2 separate regions of the Rattus norvegicus genome follow, and region 2 is linked to region 1. Evidence: chromatin contacts called from public Hi-C data. All regions are on one chromosome and are shown on one strand. Each heading gives the region's core, a stretch centred on a gene start, on an enhancer-like site or on the middle of the called end of the contact. The rest is flanking DNA. Distances are from core to core; before and after follow the strand shown.

What was found. A called contact is a pair of places that touch in the nucleus more often than the background predicts.
Region 2: a contact with region 1 is called in a Hi-C map of frontal cortex, with 2.3 times the contacts expected there. The contact joins two enhancer-like sites.

The regions. Positions count from the first base shown.
Region 1 is chr6:100,738,956-100,743,502 of GRCr8, forward strand. It overlaps Mthfd1 (methylenetetrahydrofolate dehydrogenase, cyclohydrolase and formyltetrahydrofolate synthetase 1), which reads left to right. Exons shown (of 28, transcript NM_022508.2): 7 at 2,378-2,514; 8 at 3,472-3,583. Among named protein-coding and RNA genes, the nearest start is that of Mthfd1, 28 kb to the left of the region's middle. Within about 2 kb of position 2,141, at least 12 of the 93 cell types and tissues checked have an H3K27ac peak or open chromatin away from gene starts, as enhancers often do.
Region 2 is chr6:101,056,550-101,060,525 of GRCr8, forward strand. It overlaps a transcript of Sptb not described here. Among named protein-coding and RNA genes, the nearest start is that of Plekhg3, 60 kb to the left of the region's middle. Within about 2 kb of position 1,437, at least 31 of the 93 cell types and tissues checked have an H3K27ac peak or open chromatin away from gene starts, as enhancers often do.

The DNA.
Region 1 (4,547 bases), core at 891-3,390:
TCTTTGTGAATCAGGTCCATTTGACTATGACCCACTTCCTCTGTATTACTGAATATCTAGAAGGCTCTTTCTTTTTTTTTTTTTTTTTTTGGTTCTTTTTTTCGGGGCTGGGGACCGAACCCAGGGCCTTGCGCTTCCTAGGCAAGCGCTCTACCACTGAGCTAAATCCCCAACCCCTAGAAGGCTCTTTCTTAGGAAGCTGTGCCTTCCTGTTGCTTCAAGACAACTTGCCTCAAAACCAAGGATTCAAGGCTGGAGAGATGGCTCAGTGATTAAGAGCACTAACTGCTTTTCTAGAGGTCCTGAGTTCAATCCCCAGCAACTGCATGGTGGCTCACAACCATCTGTAATGGGATCTGATGACCTCTTCTGGTGTATCTGAAGACAGTGACAGTGTACTCATGTATAATAAATAAATAGATCTTTAAAAAACCCAAGGATTCAGCCCCCTGCACTGAAAGCAAGAATAAGCAAACAAAAGACCAGAGAGAGTTTTGCCAAGAGATAAAAGAACCGAGATTTGAACCCAGGGTTATGTGCATTCAAAGCAGTTTATTTCGTGTGTGTGTGTGTGTGTGTGTGTGTGTGTGTGTGTGTGTGTGTGTGTGTGTGTGGTAGAGTGGGGTGGGTTAGGGTAGGTTAGGGTGGATTAGGAATCCTAAATGGCGGTAAGAACTCCAACAGTATAAAGTGAGCAAAGATGTGGGCTCCTGTCCCTGGAAGCAGCCCCAAGTCAACTGTGGTTCCAACACTAGACAGATGGCTGGAATGGATCTCCTGAACATTCACCCCACGTTACTTCATTGCCTAGCTAGTACCTTCATATTTTAGTTTCCTTATGCATGCTTTTAGCAGAGTTTATTTTTTCCAAAGAAATGAATCCTGTTAGAAAGAAGTAGGTCAGAAGTTTCAAGTGAGGCATTTGGCCAGCATTAGTAACGAAAGTTGTCTGTGGTTGGCCAGCAAAGGGTCAAGCCGGAAGCCTTGGTCCGGCTGTGAAAGCTCAGAGCTACAATTTATATTCTTCAGTATGTTTAGCCAATGTTAATTACAGCTTTATAGAAAAGAATCCCCTGAGCTACTAACACCTGTGGCTTCCTGATGTCTCACAAACCAATGTTGCCCTAAGGTAGCTCAAATCTTTGCTGAGTCCTAATTTGTATAGTAGTGTCATTGATTGATTGCTTGATTTGCAGTGCAGAGAGTGAAAGCCAGGGGCTCCAGCATGTTAGACAGTAGTTCAATAGTTGACCCATTCATTCAACCCAGCATCATACTTGTTAATTGGTTCCAACTACGAGGACTTCAATTCTTGTATAGTCATGATGTTAGCATTCTCTAAGTGCTGGTCTGATGAAGTTTCAAGAAGTATGGTTTAAATATCGAGCGAGGGTTTCTAATTTTTCAGCCTTGCCGGGGGTGGGGGGTAGAGTGGCCAGGCAGAGTATTTCAGAGCACTCTGCTTCCTTCTATGTGGGAAGCGCACTTCAGGCCCCTCCCTCACGATAACCCCATGCCGCTCCCTCCCTGCTCTCGTCTCATGCTAGACAGTCACAGACTGCATCTCACAGGCCAGGGGATGAGGGAGAGCTCGGGTCACCTCTGTGGGATGCAGGTTTCAGTTCTAAAAAGCACATCAAGGCCTGCCTATGCTCTAGAGAGAATACTCAGGGCCAATCCAGGCAACCTAGTGTCTCAAAGAAGCACAAGCCTTGGGGTAGTTCAGTGGAAGAGCCCTGGCCTGTCCTGTGTGAGGCCTTGAGTTTGGTCTCCTGCACTCAGCACTGGGGTGAGGTGGGGGATGTTGTCACAGTGCCAGGAGTACAGCTGCTGAGTCAGCGAAAAGTTCTCCGGCCTCTTGCCGTCTGCTCTCACTCCCCCACAGATATAACCTGTGGTTCAGGCCCTAAGCCAGACAGAACTTTGGATAAGAAACTGTATGAATAAATTCACTGAATTTGGAAAGTCTTACTGATACTAATCTAATTTCCTCCTTTGCTCTGACCCTGTTCTGCACGCTGTAGTTTTCACGACTGTTTTGCCCGTGTGGTTTAATCTGATAGCTACTTCCATATGGCTGTTAGCTGTGTGTTGAGGTTTCTTTTTTGAGTGTAGGATTTCTTCCCACTCTCTTATGACTCAATGAACAGATCTTGGCCTAAGCAGATCTCCAAACCCTACTGCAGGAAGGATGGCGCCCAAGTCCCAGTCTGAAGCTGGTGCTGATACTGTGGTTGTCGAAGGAGCCTTCTTAGGAAGGTTTCAGTTTGGCACCCAGAACCTGCTTCTATGCACTTTGTTCTGTGTTCTATCCGGGGGGCGTGTGGAGGAGGGCCGCTGCTTCTCCCTCTCGAATGTGTGCTGGCTTCTCTTCCAGGAGTGCAGATTGCAGGAAGGCACGCCGTGGTGGTCGGGCGAAGTAAAATAGTTGGTGCACCCATGCACGACCTGCTTCTGTGGAACAATGCCACGGTGACCACCTGCCACTCCAAGACTGCCGATCTGGACAAGGAGGTAGGAGGTGCAGAGTAGTGTGGACATCCAGCCTGCGTGCACGTGTGCGTACATTGTCTCTCTTCACCCCAGTAACTATGCTGCACTTCATGTCTCATTTTCCAAGAGGAAGGAACAAATTCAAATCACAAGCATGTCGCCATTTATCCAGATGTTTCTGACTTCTACACCAGCGTGCCCGGTGACAGGCAGGGTTTAGCAGTGCCGTCAGTGTACTGGTGCCATGCTCAGATCTCCTGGGCATGTTGCTGGCCTTGGGGATGGAGGTACTCCAGAAGAGGCTGAACCGTGGGCATCTTTAGCTGTTCTCAGTTATTTTATTATTGTTAGGTTGGGGTTGAACCCCTGAGAGTAGGCAGTATTTTACCACTGAGTTACATTCTTGGCTCCAGCAGCAGTAAGCTCCAGATCCTTATGTTGGGTTTCTGAGTCCAAAAATGTTCATATGGCTGTGTCCCCGTGGGCAGTGTAGTTTTATGTGTGATTAGAGAACAAAATGGAAGCCTGGCACCCCCTTTTTAATATACTCAAATTGTCCCGTGATTACGGTGGTAGCAATTGCATTCCTTAAAGGAGGGTTACATCACCATGAGTGTTGTCCTGAGTCTGAGGCTCCAAACCTCTGCTCCCTCCAGCCCTCACTGGCTCTCATTGTCTTTCCTGTTAGGAAAAACACCTAGGGAAAGGGGGCTTCTGGCTTGTATAGGATTGAGCACAGTGTGAGATTGGGCCAGCAGGAACTCTGTGGTTTGCATTTGAAACCTTACCCAGTGTCCCTGAAAGTGTTGATAACTAAAAAGGTAATACCACGACTCATGATTTTCCTTTCTCTCTCTCTCTCTCTCTCTCTCTCTCTCTCTCTCTCTCTCTCTCTCTCTCTCTGTGTGTGTGTGTGTGTGTGTGTGTGTGTGTGTGTTTTGATTATTAATTTAATTCTGGATCCCTCCCTCTCCCTAGGTAAATAAAGGAGACATTCTGGTGGTTGCAACAGGACAGCCTGAGATGGTGAAAGGGGAGTGGATCAAGCCTGGAGCTGTGGTCATAGACTGTGGGATCAATTATGTTCCAGGTGAGTGGTGCTGGGCAGAGAACCGCAACCCTCATTTTATATCAAGTCGCAAGGCTTAGTGAGCCTGGCTGTGAGTAGGTGAGAGGTAGCTGTCTTCTGCGGGCTCCCCACTGCTCTGTGCTAATCCTCAGTTGGCTTAGTCCAGAGAGAGTGGACGAGGGGACAGATGTCTATTGCTTGCTTGTTTGTTTGGGACAAGATCTCTTCGGGTAGCCAAGCCTGACCTTGAATTCATGACTGTCCTGTGCCAGCCTCCTGAGTGCAAGGTTACAGGTGTGTAAGACCTCACCTGGCTTCTGTCCTGCCTTCATGTGCCTGTCACCCTGTATTCTAACTAGACAGACTTAGTGACAGGTTTTCCTTGCCTGTGATCTTGCTTTCTCTGGTTTAAGTTACTCAAGGTCAGCTAATATTAAATATTAAATGGAGAGCTCCTAAATTGTCAGTGAAGTTGTTTCTTTAATTTTGAGTCAGGGTCTCGCTCTGTAGTCCTGGCTGGCTTGGAACTCATTATATATATATAGACCAGGCTAGACCTGACCTCCCAGAGATCTGCCTGCCTCTCCCTCTATGACGCTAAGAGTAAAGGTGTGCGCCAACACACCCGGACAGCCAATGAATTTTAAATTGTTTGCCACCCAGATTGGCTTGAGAAGTCTTGTGCTGTCCTTCTCTGTCCCACTTCTTCCCACTTGAGACAGGAGCCACCCTTTTGTCCCCAGTATCCATGTTAACTATACTACGTTGCCTGTTAGTTGCCTGGTAACCTTCGCTTATAAGATTTGAACTTATGCCATTAAATTTGATGACAAGTGTTTTATCCACTGAACCATCTCCTATGCATCTTCTATGTGGCAGGCTGTTCTCTCAAAAAAAATGGCTAAGAACAGTTCAGGAATATCTACATATATACATACATACACACACACACACACACACACACACACACATACACACATGTATA
Region 2 (3,976 bases), core at 187-2,686, 320 kb after region 1:
CAGAATAGACTGCTCCACATTAGCAGTGACATAAGTTCTGGAACACTAGCCTAGAACAGACATAGAGGGAGTGTCAAGGATGGAGGTCTCCAGGCTGGTCAGTGTCTACAACCTTGGTAATGTTAGGGTCTACATGGGGGAAGGTTCTTCTAAAAGATGAAGGGTCCGGGTGAGGATGACGGTATCTAAATGACCATGTGCTAAGTGCCAAGTTCTCTACACACATTCTGTCTTGCAAGCCTTTCAGCCTGTTGTACAGACTAGGGGGAACAAGAAACCTGCCCACAGTCACATATCTAACAAAGGTGGGAAATAGGTCTGCCTAGCTCCAAACACAATGCTCTTTCTATTCAGTCTAGGTGTGTTTGTGTGTGTATAGAAGTACCATGGCTCCTGAAGAAAATATCACCCGATGAGGTTCTCAGTCTAAAGATGTGCCAGCTTACATAAGGCATGTGGCCAACTCGTTAAGGTGGTGCAATCACATCCAAGCTACACTGGAAGGAGCTGGAAATGGGGTTTGCACCACAAAAGACACAGTGCTAGATGCCTTAGGCAACCGAACAGTACCAGGTGAGAGCCGGGTGAGCAGAGCCAGTTCAGGATGTTTATTCTCCCCAGTGTCTGATGTCTTGGCTCCTGGGCTCTGAGAAAGAAGGGATGTCTAGACAGTTTGTAAAGGCTGCTTGAAGACAGCTGTTCTCAAGAGAAGAAAAAGACTCGGTTTGCCGAGTTGAAAAGCAGCCAAAGATAGGGACACATGAAGACTTGGGGTAGACAGAGACCCCAAAGGAGAAAGGAGAGGCTGTGCTGAACCAGAAGTGTGGGGGTGGGGAAGGAAAGGCAAACTGTGGCAGATGGCAAGCAGCCCTGCAGATGGCAGGCCAAGAGATGGTGAGGGGCTCCCAGAAGTGGGGTTTGGAAGTAAAGAGGCTCAATTCTACACCCCAATGGCCAGCTGTCATCTGATATGTCTACTGGGGCACTTGGGTGAGATGGAGGGAGGATGGTACAGGCCCCAGAACAAAGCAAAAGGAAGTGGGGAATCAGTTTGTAGGTTTCTCTTGGACACGGGAGATCTGGTCCACTGTCCCCAGAGGAGAGCGAGGGAGGTGTCTTCAGAGTGGTTTTCAATGTGCATGACCTGTGTGCTGACTTTAGAGGAGCTGGTGGCGGCTGGGTTTCTTGGTGACCTGGATCTTGGCCACCGGTTCCCCATCCACTTCTGAGGTCCTTCCAAATGTTAGCGAGCTGAGTCTCATGCTGAGTCCATCAGTATCGGGGAACAGGAGGACATACAGCTTGAAACAAGGAACTTGGGGGAGATTTTACAGCAGAAGGACCAGACATTAGCATCTGGCATAGGGAAGAGAGAGCTGGGCACACCCTGCTGTGGGTAATGTCCAGAAAGAGAGCAGGTTTCTCCAGGGAGCCAGGGCGCAGTGCCAGACTGCAGGCGGACACACCCTTGCCACGCTGACTCAGGCATCCTGGGGAGACAGAAACACGCCCAAGTTTGGGGCAAAGCTGACGTCTGTTCTGGGCTGAGACTGCCCATTTGGAACAAAGGATTTGCATTTGAGGCAAAATGTCTGAAAAAGCTGCTCTTCATGGGTGGGGAGGGGCAAGGACTGGGAAGGCTCTTCAGGCAAGAAGAAACACAGCTGCTGCCCCCCACCCACAGCATCCGCCAACGTCAGAGCCCTACTGCCAGCTGCTGGCTGCTGAGTAAAGCTCTGGGCTGCTGGGGGCAACTGGCTGGAGCTAGCAAGGCCTTGCCACAAAGGTGGCCATAGACCCCGATCCCAGTGCCTGCACAGTCCCTGGGGTATTGCCCCTCACTCACAAGTGCTGGCTGTTCTCCCAAAGCCTCTGAGACAGGAAGGAAGACCAGCAAGATTCAGATCACCCCACAGCCCTACTCTGACGCTCAGCCTGTCTCAAGGGAAGTCGGCTGTGTGGCCATTCATGGAAGGTCACACTTAAAATGCAGTGTCTGTGAACCATCCTGAGTAAGACTGTTCCTGCTCAAGGTTGACCATGAAGAACACCCACTTGGATACTGTTTGGAGTGGCCTTGTTCCCAGGGTCCCCCTACACTGCACACCAGGTCTAGCCTGGGGACCTGGAGTCAGGAAGGGTATGTTGGTTCCAAACTGAGATTGTTTCTTGTTACAGTGCCCTCCAACCCCCAGCCAGCATCCATGTCATAAAGGGGTGTCACTCCTGTAATCCCAGCACCCCTGCAGGGACCCTGAAACAGCGGTGTGTAGGAAGAGGTCTTGAGCTTGGAGGGAACTCGCACTCTTTAACACCATGAGAGCTCACGCTCCTCCCTCCTAGGAGAAAACACCTTCCCTCAAATAAGACACTGGAGAGTCTGAGTCAGCAAGGCCTGGGCGATGAAGAACACTTAGGGGAGCCCAGAGACCCTTTCCCAGGGGAAGGGAAGGCACATACGGCAGAGAGGGTGCCGGCCCCTTGTCAGAACGTCCTCTTGAGTTACACTCTGGCTGAAGGCACAAAGAAACAATCAGGACCCCTCAGGGCTCCACTGCTGGCACTATGCAGGTTTGAACCTCAGCTCTTCCCTCAAACAGGGACATGGCCAAATGCCCTAGGCTGTCACCTCTCCTTCCCCATCCTGCTTCACAGTATTTGCTGGGGGTCTCAGAGTTAGGAGCAGATGGGAGGAAAACAGGAAAGTCATTTCCCCCAGCTTTTCCCTTGAAAGGCTGCATCACTGACACATGGGAATGTGGACTTTCTGTAACCCTACGGAAAGACCTTTATAAGGCAAGAGAAGAGACTTGGGGATGGGATGGGGAGGTTCCAAAGCCACACAAGTTAAACAGAACCAGAGACCAGACCCCAAACACTCCGACTTCATTCCGAGTGTTGCTTCTTGTGATGCCTTGTCTCTCTGGCTTGGCCTCACACTTACCTGTGGGAAGTGACTGATTTTTACCGGAATGCCCTCTAACATGCAGAGGCAGGGGCAGTAGTGGCAGTGCACAGTGATGGTTTGGCAGCTCAGTCATTGCATGTGCACACACGGGAAGGGGAAGGTTGGATCAAGGCCCACAGGGTGCTGCCTGTGGGATGCACTATGCAGGCAGGGTAAGGGTGCTTGGTCCACTCCCATTCGTAACTCCAGCAGGAAGCGACATGCATTAGTAAGAGCTTTTACAAGAAGCGATGTGGCATGTGTATATACTACAGGACCCGACACCAGACTGCACAGACAGGAGAGCCACAGCACCCCGGCCAATCCATGAGAAGGCGCAGCAGACAACTGAACCTTCCTGAGATGGGAAGAGGCTGTCAAGGGCAGTCAAAGGGGGCTGCAGTGAGCTTAGGAGGACCTCTCCAAAACGAGGTTGGGCTTTCTGTCTGCATGGGCTCCATCCTCTTTCTCACATCAAAGGTGATTTGGAGTTACGTCCTCCCCCCTGCATCTTTAAGGCTTGGGAAGAAGCTGCAGCAGGAAGAAGGTTGTCTCCAGGAGGCCCTGGGCCTGGTGTTCATTTGATTAGCCATCTGGTTGCTTTCTGGTACAGACAGGGGCTGCTTTTCCAATCTGGTGAATGGCTGGCTGCTCAGCAAGGATCTCCCCTAGGGGCTCACTCCTCCCCCAGAGAAACACTCGGATTTAAGCAAATTTTATTCCTCCCAACCCAGTTGGTATTCAAGTGTTGGATGGAGGTGGCTCAGGGGCGCATGTAGTTCCATTTGCACAAACGTACACGTACACGACAGACAATGGTGTCGAGATGCTCAGGTGGTCATGAAGCCCGCACACCGGGGACACCACGGCATGCAGACACACAGGGATGCAGGGCAGAAGCGCAGGTGGAGGCAGGAGGCAGGGACAGCTCCAGCCCTGTTCACAGTCCATAGGCCCTGGAGTTCTCTCTCCCTCTGGTGGGAGTGGGGTTAGGGACGGGCTCAGGGGAGTTGGTGCTGGGGAAAGGGA